Regions from separate parts of the Salvelinus alpinus genome. Here region 1 is linked to region 2. The links are chromatin contacts, called in public Hi-C maps. All regions are on one chromosome and are shown on one strand. The core of a region is the stretch at or near the end of the contact, and the rest is flanking DNA. Distances in the headings are between cores, read along the strand shown.

Evidence for each region. A called contact is a pair of places that touch in the nucleus more often than the background predicts.
Region 1: a contact with region 2 is called in a Hi-C map of red muscle, with 4 times the contacts expected there. The contact joins the promoter of ankfn1b here to the promoter of LOC139570395 in region 2. A contact is called at or near these places in 2 of 3 Hi-C or Micro-C datasets (muscle and red muscle).

The regions. Positions count from the first base shown.
Region 1 is chr3:24,713,367-24,719,423 of SLU_Salpinus.1, forward strand. ankfn1b (ankyrin repeat and fibronectin type III domain containing 1b) reads left to right here and starts at 1,747. Exons shown (of 24, transcript XM_071392239.1): 1 at 1,747-1,848.
Region 2 is chr3:24,563,729-24,570,336 of SLU_Salpinus.1, forward strand. LOC139570395 (E3 ubiquitin-protein ligase CHIP-like) reads right to left here and starts at 1,991. Exons shown (of 8, transcript XM_071392234.1): 1 at 1,485-1,991; 2 at 147-383. The coding sequence starts at 260.

The sequences.
Region 1 (6,057 bases), core at 497-2,996, 150 kb after region 2:
TAAAATAAAATATTGTTGTAGGCAAGAATGTCCTTTCTTTTTCGGCATCATACCTGCCTAGTTCTCACTTGAAACAGTTATTTTGTTTAAAAGGCCAAATTACACATTCTGTTAACATACACCAGAGTTGATCTGTTCTTGCAATTCGTAGAGTATGACATTTCAGATTTAGATATGATAATTTATCATAAAGTAGTTTGGATTTAGTGAACTACTTTTCCAAAGTAACTTTAGTTAAGTAAACTATATTTTTCTTGAGGGTAGCTTTAATGTAGTTCAACTTCTTCCAGTGTGATGTAATAGTAGCTTGGTAAACTATATTTTCAGCGTAGCTTCCCCAACACTGACAGAAACACATAAAACACATGTTTTACAAATACCAGTCAAATATCGAATCTTTTGGAATATCTTATTCAGTGCATTGTTAATTTTCCATTTCATTGCATGTTATATGAAAATCACAGGGTCTCACAAACAAGGCCATAATAACTGTCCCACCTATTCTTATTATTTTTGCAGACATATGCTGTCATCTAGTGGCACTTACTTACGTGCACCATTCGAACAAAACTAACAAAACTAACAGATGTTATATTTAAGAAATACAAGGCTTTTCCCAACTCAGTTGACGCATATAGAATAGAATAACATTTTTTTCTCACCAGAACTAACTTCAGTTCTAGCATTTGGATTAATAAACATGTAATAGCAAGATACACCCCCCCCCCCCCCCCCCAATTATTAATAGATATAGGGTCAACATCCATGCCAAGCCTTGAGCGCGTTCCACGCATATCAGGGTCTCAAATTCATCTCAGCTAATCCGAGTTGGTAGATATCTCTTTAAAATGGTAATGTCAACGTCCCTGGCTGTAGGCTAGGCATGAATGAATAGCCTAATATCATAAAGTAATAATGTTATCATTCACTAGATGTAAATTATAGACCTTTGAAGTCTCCTTTATGATGACAGTCTTTGAACTCATATACACATTTTTTTTTCATGGCCTTTAAAAAAAAAAGTAATCTCCCTTCGTGTAGAGTGGACTGATGCCAACAGGGGATTTTGTTTCAGCAATCGTAGGATAATATTTCATTTTAATGTCTGACTGCCCGAATAAAGAAATAGGCCAAAAGAAAATAATTATTATTAGTATTATGTATATGTTTTTACAATTTCTTAGAGGACAACTAACATCAATAAACAGTTTATACATATAATTATTGCAGGCGTTTTCTACGCCATCAACATTTGCTAAAATCTGTGAAAGGGCTAATAACATATTTAACCAAAGACATGCCTTGTATAAACTACTTTTATTTTACCGCAATGTAGGGCCTAAAGCTTAAATGCACAAAACCTTTTGCATAGCACGTGAAAGAATTTGTGAGCACGGATAATCTCTAATGCTGGTGTCACTCCATGTGTTTGAACCGCGGAGGGTTCAAGGATTATGTTCGTCAGAGTTATGATTTTAAAGTGTGTCATGAGAGAGATTGAACAGGGACTATAGTATTCATTCTACATTAATTGTACTGTATTACGTTTTGAACTGGTCCTAAAACCCTTTGATTTATTTGATTTATCTTTCTCAATACTAGAAATGGCACCGTTATCAAGTGGGCAATTAAAACAAACTTAAAATTAAACATATTTTCTTAAAATAAGGGTTTTCGATAATGTATCAAAGGGCCCATGTGTGTTGGGAAACGTTCCGGCGGAGTTCTAGTGAAGTGAGGCGGAGCGAGCAATCCTTTCAGGGATGAAACGCGGGCTGAAGAATAATGAATGAGAGAAACTGGGCGGAGAAAGTTCGAGTTGATTTTCACATGTCTCTTAGTGCCATGGTAAGTGTACTTTTTTGGAGTAATAGGACAGCTATTCTGCAGTGGATATTTATTTGACTTTATTTGACTGTAAAGTAGCCTAAATAAACGAACATTCTAAAACGGTCTGGACTGGAGTTAGCCACTTTGGATTGGAAGACTTCTTTGTGAAGAAGGTATGTGAATGTGATGAAATGGGATTGGAACACATTATTTTTGCGCTTGTCGCTTTGAAAGACAGTGCACTTGTTCTGCCTTTGTTTGACAATCCAGAGCTCCGGGTTATGATTAACTTTTTATACATTTCAAATGTAGCCTATGCTCCAATGTTTTAGACCAAGCAACTAATTACATAAGTAATTTATTCGGGGTTTTAGTGTGTGTATTGTTTTCAAAGGCCAGTAGCTCTGCGTACACACTGTTGTCATGACAATGCTACGGAAACAGCGCATGGCGCGTTTGTTAGCCGCTACTGCGTTGAACTTCTATTCAACTACTGCCATTCAAGGCAGTTTACAAATAATCCACTCTCACTTCAAACTAAGTCTACTTTCATTGGCTATGAAGTCTGGAATGTCATGGTTCATGACGCCAAATCTTTTAAATACAAACGTTCTATTGGGTGTTAGCTAGGTTCTCAAAATGAATCTTTTTTTCTCTGTCCAGCTGCACTTGGTGATGTTTGACTCTTGTTGTAGCCTATTTATTCAACAACACATGGCCATAATTATACAACTTGCAAATAGCTTTATTTAATGAGCTGTTGTTTTCTATGTAAAGAAGAATACTTCATAGTGGTTAATAGCGATTAAGGTTAAGGGGTTAGTAGGGAATGGGATTAAGGAAATAGTTGAGTGAGGTGTGTCCTGTGTTTCTGTGGGACTGAGACAGCTTGTGACCCCGCTAGTCAGGAAAGGGATGCTTTTAGGCAGACCGTCTCTTGTTGTTAATAGCCAGCACACATGTGGAAGTGACAGCCTCTACAATAGGGCCAGGAAAGAGTTTGGGCTAGCTGCTTGGAGGAAAAAGGAAATCCAGAGGAGTGTGTGTGTGTGTGTGTGTGTGTGTGTGTGTGTGTGTGTGTGTGTGTGTGTGTGTGTGTGTGTGTGTGTGTGTGTGTGTGTGTCTATTCGCCAGTGTGTGTACAGTACAAAGACAGTTTGTGTTGGTGGGAGGTTCGCTGCGATTACAGGGTTATGGACTCACGTGAGAGGATGCCAGTTCACAAGGGGCTTTCCTTTGTCCTTCATAAAACGATGTCATCATTGGAACGGATCCGACCTGTATCCAATTTGATGGCTGTAACAAAGTCATAAACAGGGTATGAATCTCCTGCTCTGCTCAGCTGAGTCTGATAGTTTTATTCATTTATGAGTTTTCCAGTGCTTTCCTCGATGCAATACGACCATGTGTCATTGCCTATGGACATTTTAAGAAGTACCTACAGTGCTAAACGTCAACTTGCTCTCCGGGATGACTATAAATCACTTGAAAATCCAAGGTTGTGTACATGCTGTTTGCTCCCCTGCCTCTATGTCAGAGCACGCAATGACGCCTCTCTCCAGCTATACGATCGCCCGTAAGGCACAGATACAAGCACAGAGTCACAGACAGAGGCCTGGCAAAATGAATACATCAAAGATACATCTGTTACTTATGCATGTTTGATGGCATAGGCAGACTGTAGACACTCACTGCCCCGAGTTACAGCATTTATTAGCATGCATGACTAGGTGGAAGCTAAGGCGTGAATGTAGATGACGTGGGTTAGGGAGAGAAGGTAGGGTATAGCTCAGATGCTGTGTCAGAAGAATAGGGTTGCACTTAGTAGGCAGGAAACAAGGAAAAACTGGTTAAACTAAGGCAGGGGTACAGGAACCTGTCCAATGTGTTAATGTTCATTTTGCATTGGAAAACCTTTTCAACCATTTGGGTCCACTGAACTCGATTCAATCGCCCCCAAACGGATCCCCTTGGTTATAGCTTCTATGTGCTTTAATGGAATCAAATGACTTGGTTGATTCCAAAAAGTGCATTCACAGGGGTTTTAAAAAGGGTTCAAATGGAGTCTGACATGTATAGGAAATATGTGTTTACTGTGGGCTCGTCCCAAATGGAACCCTATTCCCTATACAGTGCTGTACTTTTCACGAGTGCACTTTGTAGGGAATAGCATGCCCTTTGGGACACTGACCTTTTATTATAACTGTGCTCGGGGCGTATGGGTGTCAATACCGAAGCCCACTTTTCAGCAGGTGCTGTGGCCGTGAATGATTAGCAGAATAATTATGCTGAATAAATACATGCATAATATTATTAATCATATTCATGGTATGTTTTCATAACTGGGAAAAGCTCTGTGGCGTCGGAATAAAAAATACTTCAACAGAGATGAATTCTAGGTTTGTTGCTTTTTTAGAGTTAATCAAACAAGAAGTGTGTTTTATGTTAACTCAGCAAAAAAAATGAACGTTCTCTCACTGTCAACTGTGTTTATTTTCAGCAAACTTAATATGTGTATATATTTGTCTGAAGACAACAAGATTCAACAACTGAGACATAAACTGAACAAGTTCCACAGACATGTGACTAACAGAAATGGAATAATGTGTCCCTGATCAAAATCAAAAGTAACAGTCAGTATGGTGGATCCCGCTCCAGAGTACAGGCCTCTGTGTAACGCTCATTCCTTCGACGATAAACACGAATCTGACCATCACCCCTGGTGAGACAAAACCGCGACTCGTCAGTGAAGAGCACTTTTTGCCAGTCCTGTCTGGTCCAGCAATGGTGGGTTTGTGCCCATAGGCGATGTTGTTGCCGGTGATGTCTGGTGAGGACCTGTCTTACACCAGGCCTACAAGCCCTCAGTCCAGCCTCTCTCAGCCTATTGCGGACAGTCTGAACACTGATGGAGGGATTGTGCATTCCTGGTGTAACTTGGGCAGTTATTGTTGCCATCCTGTACCTGTCCCTCTGGTGTGATGTTCGGATGTACCAATCCTGTGCAGGTGTTGTTACACGTGGTCTGCCACTGCGAGGACGATTAGCTATCCATCCTGTCTCCCTGTAGGCGTCTCATAGTACGGACATTGCAATTTATTTCCCTGGCCACATCTGCAGTCCTCATGCCTCCTTGCAGCATGCCTAAGGCACATTTACACAGATGAGCAGGGACCCTTGGCACCTTTCTTTTAGTGTTTTTCAGAGTCAGTAGAAAGGCCTCTTTTGTGTCCTACGTTTTCATAACTGTGACCTTAATTGCCTAACGTCTGTAAGCTGTTAGTCTTCACATTGAAGATTGTGAAGTTATTTAGATTTTTACTAATTATCTTCGAAGACATGGTCCTGAAAATGGGACGTTTCATTTTTTTGCTAAGTTTAGGTAAGTGTATGGGCAGTATCTATGGATGTGTCATAGATGTGTTTGTGTGTGACTTGTGTATGTGCGTGCGAGTGTGTATATTTAGTGTTTCCTCATACCCACTCTGAACTAACTACTGATCGGATCCTTCTCATATCAATGTCCAATAAACAATCGACCATATCGACCATCCAAGCACAATCAGCACTAGGCCTTAATAGGACTCAGCACTGGAGAGGAAAGAGCTTTTATGTGATCATCACATACCACTAAGAGCACTTGACAATCCCAGCCATTGCTGAGTTCATCTCCATCTCCATCATTGTTATCCAATAGTGTCTATGTGAGAGGAGGCCCAGGGCAGAACATTGGAGGAAAATAACTTAGAGAGCATACAGGACAGTGAGGGAACAGAGAGGCTACTACTCCACTAAATCACAAGGCCTAAAGGACAGCTTTGAAATCCAAGACACCAAGATCTGAGAGGACTTAGGAGGCCCTGGAGAGAGAGAGAGAGAGTGAGAGAGAGAGAGAGAGAGAGAGAGAGAGAGAGAGAGAGAGAGAGAGAGAGAGAGAGAGAGAGAGAGAGAGAGAGAGAGAGAGAGAGAGAGAGAGAGAGAGAGAGAGAGAGAGAGAGAGAGAGAGAGAGAGAGAGAGAGAGAGAGAGATAAGGAAAGACACTGAGAGTGTGGATGAGAGAGAGAGAGACAGACAAAGAGACTCAGAGAGCAAGAGAGAGAGAAAGAGAGAAATATATATGTGAGTTAGCTGAGCCATGCAAGTCTTCATGGAGCCTCCTCTGTAGATGACATGTGACAAGGTGAGAGTGAAAGAGATGCGCCTACCTTCCCACAACACCCCCGTCA
Region 2 (6,608 bases), core at 741-3,240:
TCTATACGTACATGAATCCATTCAAAATAGGTGAATAAGTCAGTGTCAATATCTTATGTCATACCCTTTCAAAGCATGCGGACAAGTCTAGCCATGTCAGCTACTACTACATCATCCGGCAGAAAGGGAGGTAGCTCGCTACTCACGATGGCTTTGCTGTAGCAGGTGGCAGCCTCCTGGTACTTGCGGCAGAGGAACAGTCGGTTGCCCTGTTCCTTCAGCTCCTGTGCCGTGGAACTCTTCTCCGGGCTGCCTGCCATCTTCTCAGGTGGCTCCGCGGCGCCTGCTCCGCGCTGCTTCCCTATCCTGTTCCCCGTCTCTCCGGCTGGCTAGCTGTCAGGTGAAAGAATGGCCAGGCCGTCTGTTCTTTGTCTTCTCACCAACTACAAACGAAAGATGGGCAGCGTCATGTAACAGTCAATGCCTTGCTGCTGCAATGCACCTGCACTGCATCGAGCGCTTCTGATGAGGTGCAGTCGCTGTGGCAACTCATAAATTGAGCAACATAACCGTGTCAAGTCACGAAAGTTAGCTAGGTCAAGACTATAACGTTAGCTATGCTTTCTAACGTTGGTCCACGTCGCAATGAAAAAATAAGGTAGTTAACTAACCTAATATTGGACTAAAGGAGCCAAACATTACTCCTTACGCCAAGGAAGCCAAAACAGTAAAATACTCAATTGCGGTACGGTTCTAGAAACATAAATCGCTCTACTTTCATATCACATCAAAATCATTTAACAAATAAATACACACTGTCTGAACATCGTTTTAACCGGATTTAACACAGTTCCAGCACATAGTATTTTTCAGTGACAACACGTTTGTGTCTACCGTTTACACGCAGGTGTTCCGAGACGCAGGTAGTTACAGTAATTAGCACAGTTTGTCTGCCCACTGTCTTCTGTCTGTTTCCCGTAAACAAGAGCTGTATAACATGGAAATGTGCCCGTGTGGGAACCATAACCCTATAAAGGTGTGTATCAACTTAACCTTTTGATTTAACATTATTTTATAAAATGATTTCTCGCCGATGTCAAAGATAATGTATTTATGCTTCCAAAATCGTACTGTTAATGTTCAGACCGAGCGTCGCTGCTCTTAACAAAACGTCACCCTACAGAAGACGCCTTCGTCCAATTATTTATGTGAAATGTACTGTAATGGAACTGTGAGTCATGGTCAAGGGCTAGCAACGGTGGTTAGCTAAGAAGGTAATTTAGCTAGCTAACTAATCTTAAAGCTAGCTAGAGTGGACTTTCCCCACCATGAGTTTGCGGTTGACTGAACTCGAAATTATGGCAAATGTATAGTACATTGCAACGTCCAAATCCCTGCAAACCTCACAACAACCCCCCGCGAATAAACAACTAACGCTAGCCAACTAACGTTAGATGGTTAGCTTGCTAACGGCTAGCATACCTCAAATATGCGGTTATTTATCTACTACTAGCTCTACACAACAGAAACATATGTAACCTCACCTTCTCAAAGGAATTTCACATACAGGCGGTTGATGTGCCAGTATCTTTCGATTTCAATTCTAATTGATTTGCTTTTCCCATTGAGCTGTCACGACAGAGCTGACAGGAGCTAGCAAGTTTGTTTTTATGCTGACGTCATGATGTAGACGACGGAAACCCGCGAGGTAGGCTTCAGTGAAAATACGTCTAACAGAATACACTCTTTGACAACATGTCATCAAATTATATATGCTCATGCAATTCAGAGGAATAATGGGTGTAAATGATACACGTTTTTAATATGTGCTAATTGATTCCGTATCATCAAAGTCAGGGTTGGTCTGATTGCCTTTCCGCAACAACTGAGGCTCACATCACGCGTCTAGCTAAGCAAGGTTGGGTCTGACCAATTTGATGAAAGCAGCCCAGGAAGCGAAATTTCGTTTCATAGTATACCCGAAGGCAAAGTCATTGGGCGCGTTCGAGCGGATCACTTTTGTCATGACGTTGACCAACGTTGGTCACTGCATTTCAAAATGTGTTGCATTATGGGTATAAACATTTTCCGAATTGCGACTACATGCATAGAGGAAAAGGAAGACCCAACTCGGTGGAAAATCTATCTCCCTCCAGCAGATGGCGTTTTTTCGTTGTTTTTCCCCACCAAGCAAGGAGTTTTTTAACGGGGGTCAATGAAAGTCGAATTTGGTCAACAAAAAAATGTATGGCTTATTTGCTACGTGAGGTTTATTTGATTGAACATAAGTTTCGTAATTCTTACGAGTGTACTGATATAAGTAGGACAAAAAACACTTTATATTGGAGTTTGCTATGCATATTCATGACATGGGGCTAGTAGCACAGCATCTCTCCATTGAATGCAGGCGGTTGTCGTCAACAACCCTCTTCGAATATTCAAAAAAGGTTTACAATAATGAGATGTATCCAGCAATCCAAAGAAAGGATAGGCGGGAGCTAGACAGCCTGCCATGCCGCTTTGCGAACAACGACTCCCATTGTTAGGGCGGAGAGACAAATCAAATCAAATTTATCAAGACATGTATCTTGTCAGGATAGAGTACCACTGTATGGTACCCTTTATTCAGCAAAATACATATTTTTTCCTAATTATCTTGCAAATCTCAATTTTGGATGAGACTGACTTTATGACAAACATGATCCTATTTACACTTTGTAGTACATTTTGACACTAGAATAAACGTTTGACTAATATCGATCCCACATAGGCCATTTTCTACCAGAGAAGTTGTTTGCCTTCAGTTTTGAGGGAGCGTCCAATTGGCATGATGACTGCAGGAATGTCCACCAGAGCTGTTGCAGATAATTGAATGTTCATTTTTCTACCATAAGCCGCCTCAAGTCGTTTTAGAGAATTTGTCATAATACCCATAAAACCTAGAGGTCAGACAGGGAAATGGTTCCAATCATTTCCCCACCGTACATTTAGGGGATTTTAGAAACACGTAAAATAAGGGCTGTGTTTCGTGTAGGCTTACCCGGGCATGACGTTTTGATAACTGTGTAAATCTCTCTAGGACAAGGTAGCTTTTATCAATATATTCACCTGTATTTAGCCACTCAAAATGAAATGCTAATTAGCTGCTAATGTGGCTATCATAAAGAACTACAAATGCCATGATGATCTGGACGAGACTGCCGAATCAAGGCAAATGTAAGAATCTCTCGATTAACTATCTAATGTTAGCTAAATGTAGTAATTAATACATTGGCAAAATTTCTTTAAATGGACAGTTCTGAGAACTGTCTTGTGCAAATTTTACATTGACACAATACCTGTTAGGAAAGGTGTCAGCTAGAGATGATGTGCAGGAGCTTGCCGGGATTTGTAGTTTTGCATGATTTTAACTTTGATGCAAATTAGCATTTTTTTAAATCTGAGAGTAAATAGATCCAAATATATTGATAAAAGTCACCTTGTCCGAGAGAGATTTACATGATTATCAAAACGTCACGACAGGGTAAGCCTACACGAAACACAGCCCTTATTTTAAGCGATTCTAAAATCCCTTATGGGGAAAATTAATGTTGGAAAAACTATTGGAACCATTTCCAACGGCTCTGGAGCAACGAACCGCCCTTGCTGTCTCTGCCTGGCCGGTTCCCCTCTCTCCACTGCGATTCTATGCCTCTAACCCTATTACAGGGGCTGAGTCACTGGCTTACTGGTGCTCTTCCATGCCGTCCCTAGGAGGGGTGCGCCACTTGAGTGGGTTGAGTCACTGACGTGATCTTCCTGTCTGGGTTGGCGCCCCCCCTTGGGTTGTGCCGTGGCGGAGATCTTTGTGGGCTATACTCGGCCTTGTCTCAGGATGGTAAGTTGGTGGTTAAAGATATCCCTCTAGTGGTGTGGGGGCTGTGCTTGGGCTAAGTGGGTGGGGTTATATCCTGCCTGTTTGGCCCTGTCCGGGGGTATCATCGGATGGGGCCACAGTGTCTCCTGACCCCTCCTGTCTCAGCCTCCAGTATTTATGCTGCAGTAGTTTATGTGTCGGGGGGCTAGGGTCAGTCTGTTATATCTGGAGTACTTCTCCTATTTTATCCGGTGTCCTGTGTGAATTTAAGTATGCTCTTTCTAATTCTCTCTTTCTTTCTCTTTCTCGGAGGACCTGAGCCCTAGGACCATGCCTCAGGACTACCTGGCATGATGACTCCTTGCTGTCCCCAGTCCACCTGGCCGTGCTGCTGCTCCAGTTTCAACTGTTCTGCGTGCGACTACGGAACCCTGACCTGTTCACTGGACGTGCTACCTGTCCCAGAACTGCTGTTTTCAACTCTCTAGAGACAGCAGGAGCGGTAGAGATACTCTTAATGATCGGCTATGAAAAGCCAACTGACATTTACTCCTGGGGTGCTGACTTGTTGCACCCTCGACAACTACTGTGATTATTATTATTTGACCATGCTGGTCATTTATGAACATTTGAACATCTTGGCCATGTTCTGTTATAATCTCCACCCGGCCCAGCCAGAAGAGGACTGGCCACCCCTCATAGCCTGGTTCCTCTCTAGGTTTCTTCCTAGGTTTTGGCCTTTCTAGGGAGTTTTTCCTAGCCACCGGGCTTCTGCACCTGCATTGCTTGCTGTTTGGGGTTTTAGTCTTGGTTTCTGTACAGCACTTTGAGATATCAGCTGATTTAAGAAGGGCTATATAAATACATTTGATTTGATTTGATTTCCCTGTTTGACCCTTAGGTTTTATGACACCGCCACTGTCCATAACCTTTGCTATATGTCAACTGCATGACCTTTACAACAACCATGTGATCAAAGGTCATGAACTTTCAGAACCAAAGTATTGTGGGATACAACCTTCTGTTTTTTTGGAAGCAAAAAGCACTACATGCTGATAAATGGTTGATGTTGCCACCTATCATTGGGTATTATCAATGCATGTTTACTGTTTTGGGTGGATTACTATTTTGAACTTAAAGATGCACTATGCAGAAATAGCTTCGCCATTTCCTGGTTGCTAAAATTCTAATAGTTAATTTCAGTTTAGGTGACAAAACAAGCAAGTATAGTGTAGAGAATCATTGTACGATTTAAACCGCTGTGAAATATATTTTCCATAACCAAAAATATGGTATTTTCAGCTGTTTGAAGCTGGTGTACAAAACCAAAACTAAAAGACGCAAAAACAAAACATAAGAGAATGAAGTATAGAAAGTGCACATAGAACAGATCTACTGCTTCTTAGACTTGCTTTCAATGAGAAGGACAGATCTATTACTCACATTTCTATGTGTATTTTTCTGAGTCGCCCAAAAAGTTAAATATTGCAGCTTTAAATACATATTTTTCCTGACATCCTTATAATCTAATTACATAGGCCTACATGTGATCCAAATTTTAAAATAAGTTCAGGAGTATACATTTGCTAACAACTCACATAACTCATTCTGTGTGCAATAATAGTGTTTAACATGATTTTTTAATGACTACCCCATCTCTCTACCTCACACATACAATTATCTGCAAGGTCCCTCAGTTGAGCAGTTAATTTAAAACAGGTTCAACCACAAACACCAGGGAAGTTTTCCAAGTTGAGGTTTGAGATACAAAGTAAAGAAACATGTTCTTGTACTCTGAGTGCTCCTTTTTCTTTATTCTCCTGGATAGTCACCAGTTGAAGTATCCCAAATATTTTTAGGATTTTTAAGTCCCTTGTTTAAGCTGTGCACATTTTGGTATACCTTCTTTCCAACGTTCTTGTATTTGTTTGTAAGTGTTGATTTTTAATCAACTCTGTCTGGTAAGACTTTTGCCATTCTGTTGCTTACGAGTTGTATTATTATTTTGTTGCAATTTTTTTATCGTGTTCAAATCCGGGCTCTGGCTGGGTCACTCAAGGACATTGAGACTTGTCCCGAAGCTACTCCTGCGTTGTTTTGGCTGTGTGCTTAGGGATATTGTCCTGTTGGAATGTGAATCTATGACCCAGTCTGAGGTCCTGCGCGCTCTGGGGCAGGTTTTCATTGAGGATCTCGCTGTACATTTCTGCATTCATCTTTCCCTCAATCCAGACTAGTCTCCCAGTCCCTGCCGCTGAAAAACATCCCAGCAGCATGATGCCGCCACCACCATGCTTCACCGTAGGGATGGTGCCAGGTTTCCTCCAGACGTGATGCTTGGCATTCAGGCCAAAGAGTTCAATCTTGGTTTCATCAGACCAGAGAATCTTGTTTCTCATGGTCTGAGAGTCTTTAGGTGCCTTTTGGCAAACTTTAAGTGGGCTGTCATGTGTCTTTTACTGAGGAGTGGCTTCTGTCTGGCCACTCTACAATAAAGGTGGTGCAGCGCTGCAGAGATGGTTTTCCTTCTGCAAGGTTCTCCCATCTCCACAGAGGAACTCTGGAGCTCTGTCAGAGTGACCATCGGTTCTTGGTCACATCCCTGACCAAGGCCCTTCTCCCCCGATTGGTCAGTTTGGCTTGGTTTTTGTCAACTGTGGGACCTTATATAGACAGGTGTGTGTCTTTCCAAATGATGTCCAATCAATTGAATCCACCACAGGTGGACTCCAATAAAGTTGTAGAAACATCTCAAGGATGATTAATGGAAACAGGATGCACCTGAGCTCAATTTCAAGTCTCATAACAAAGG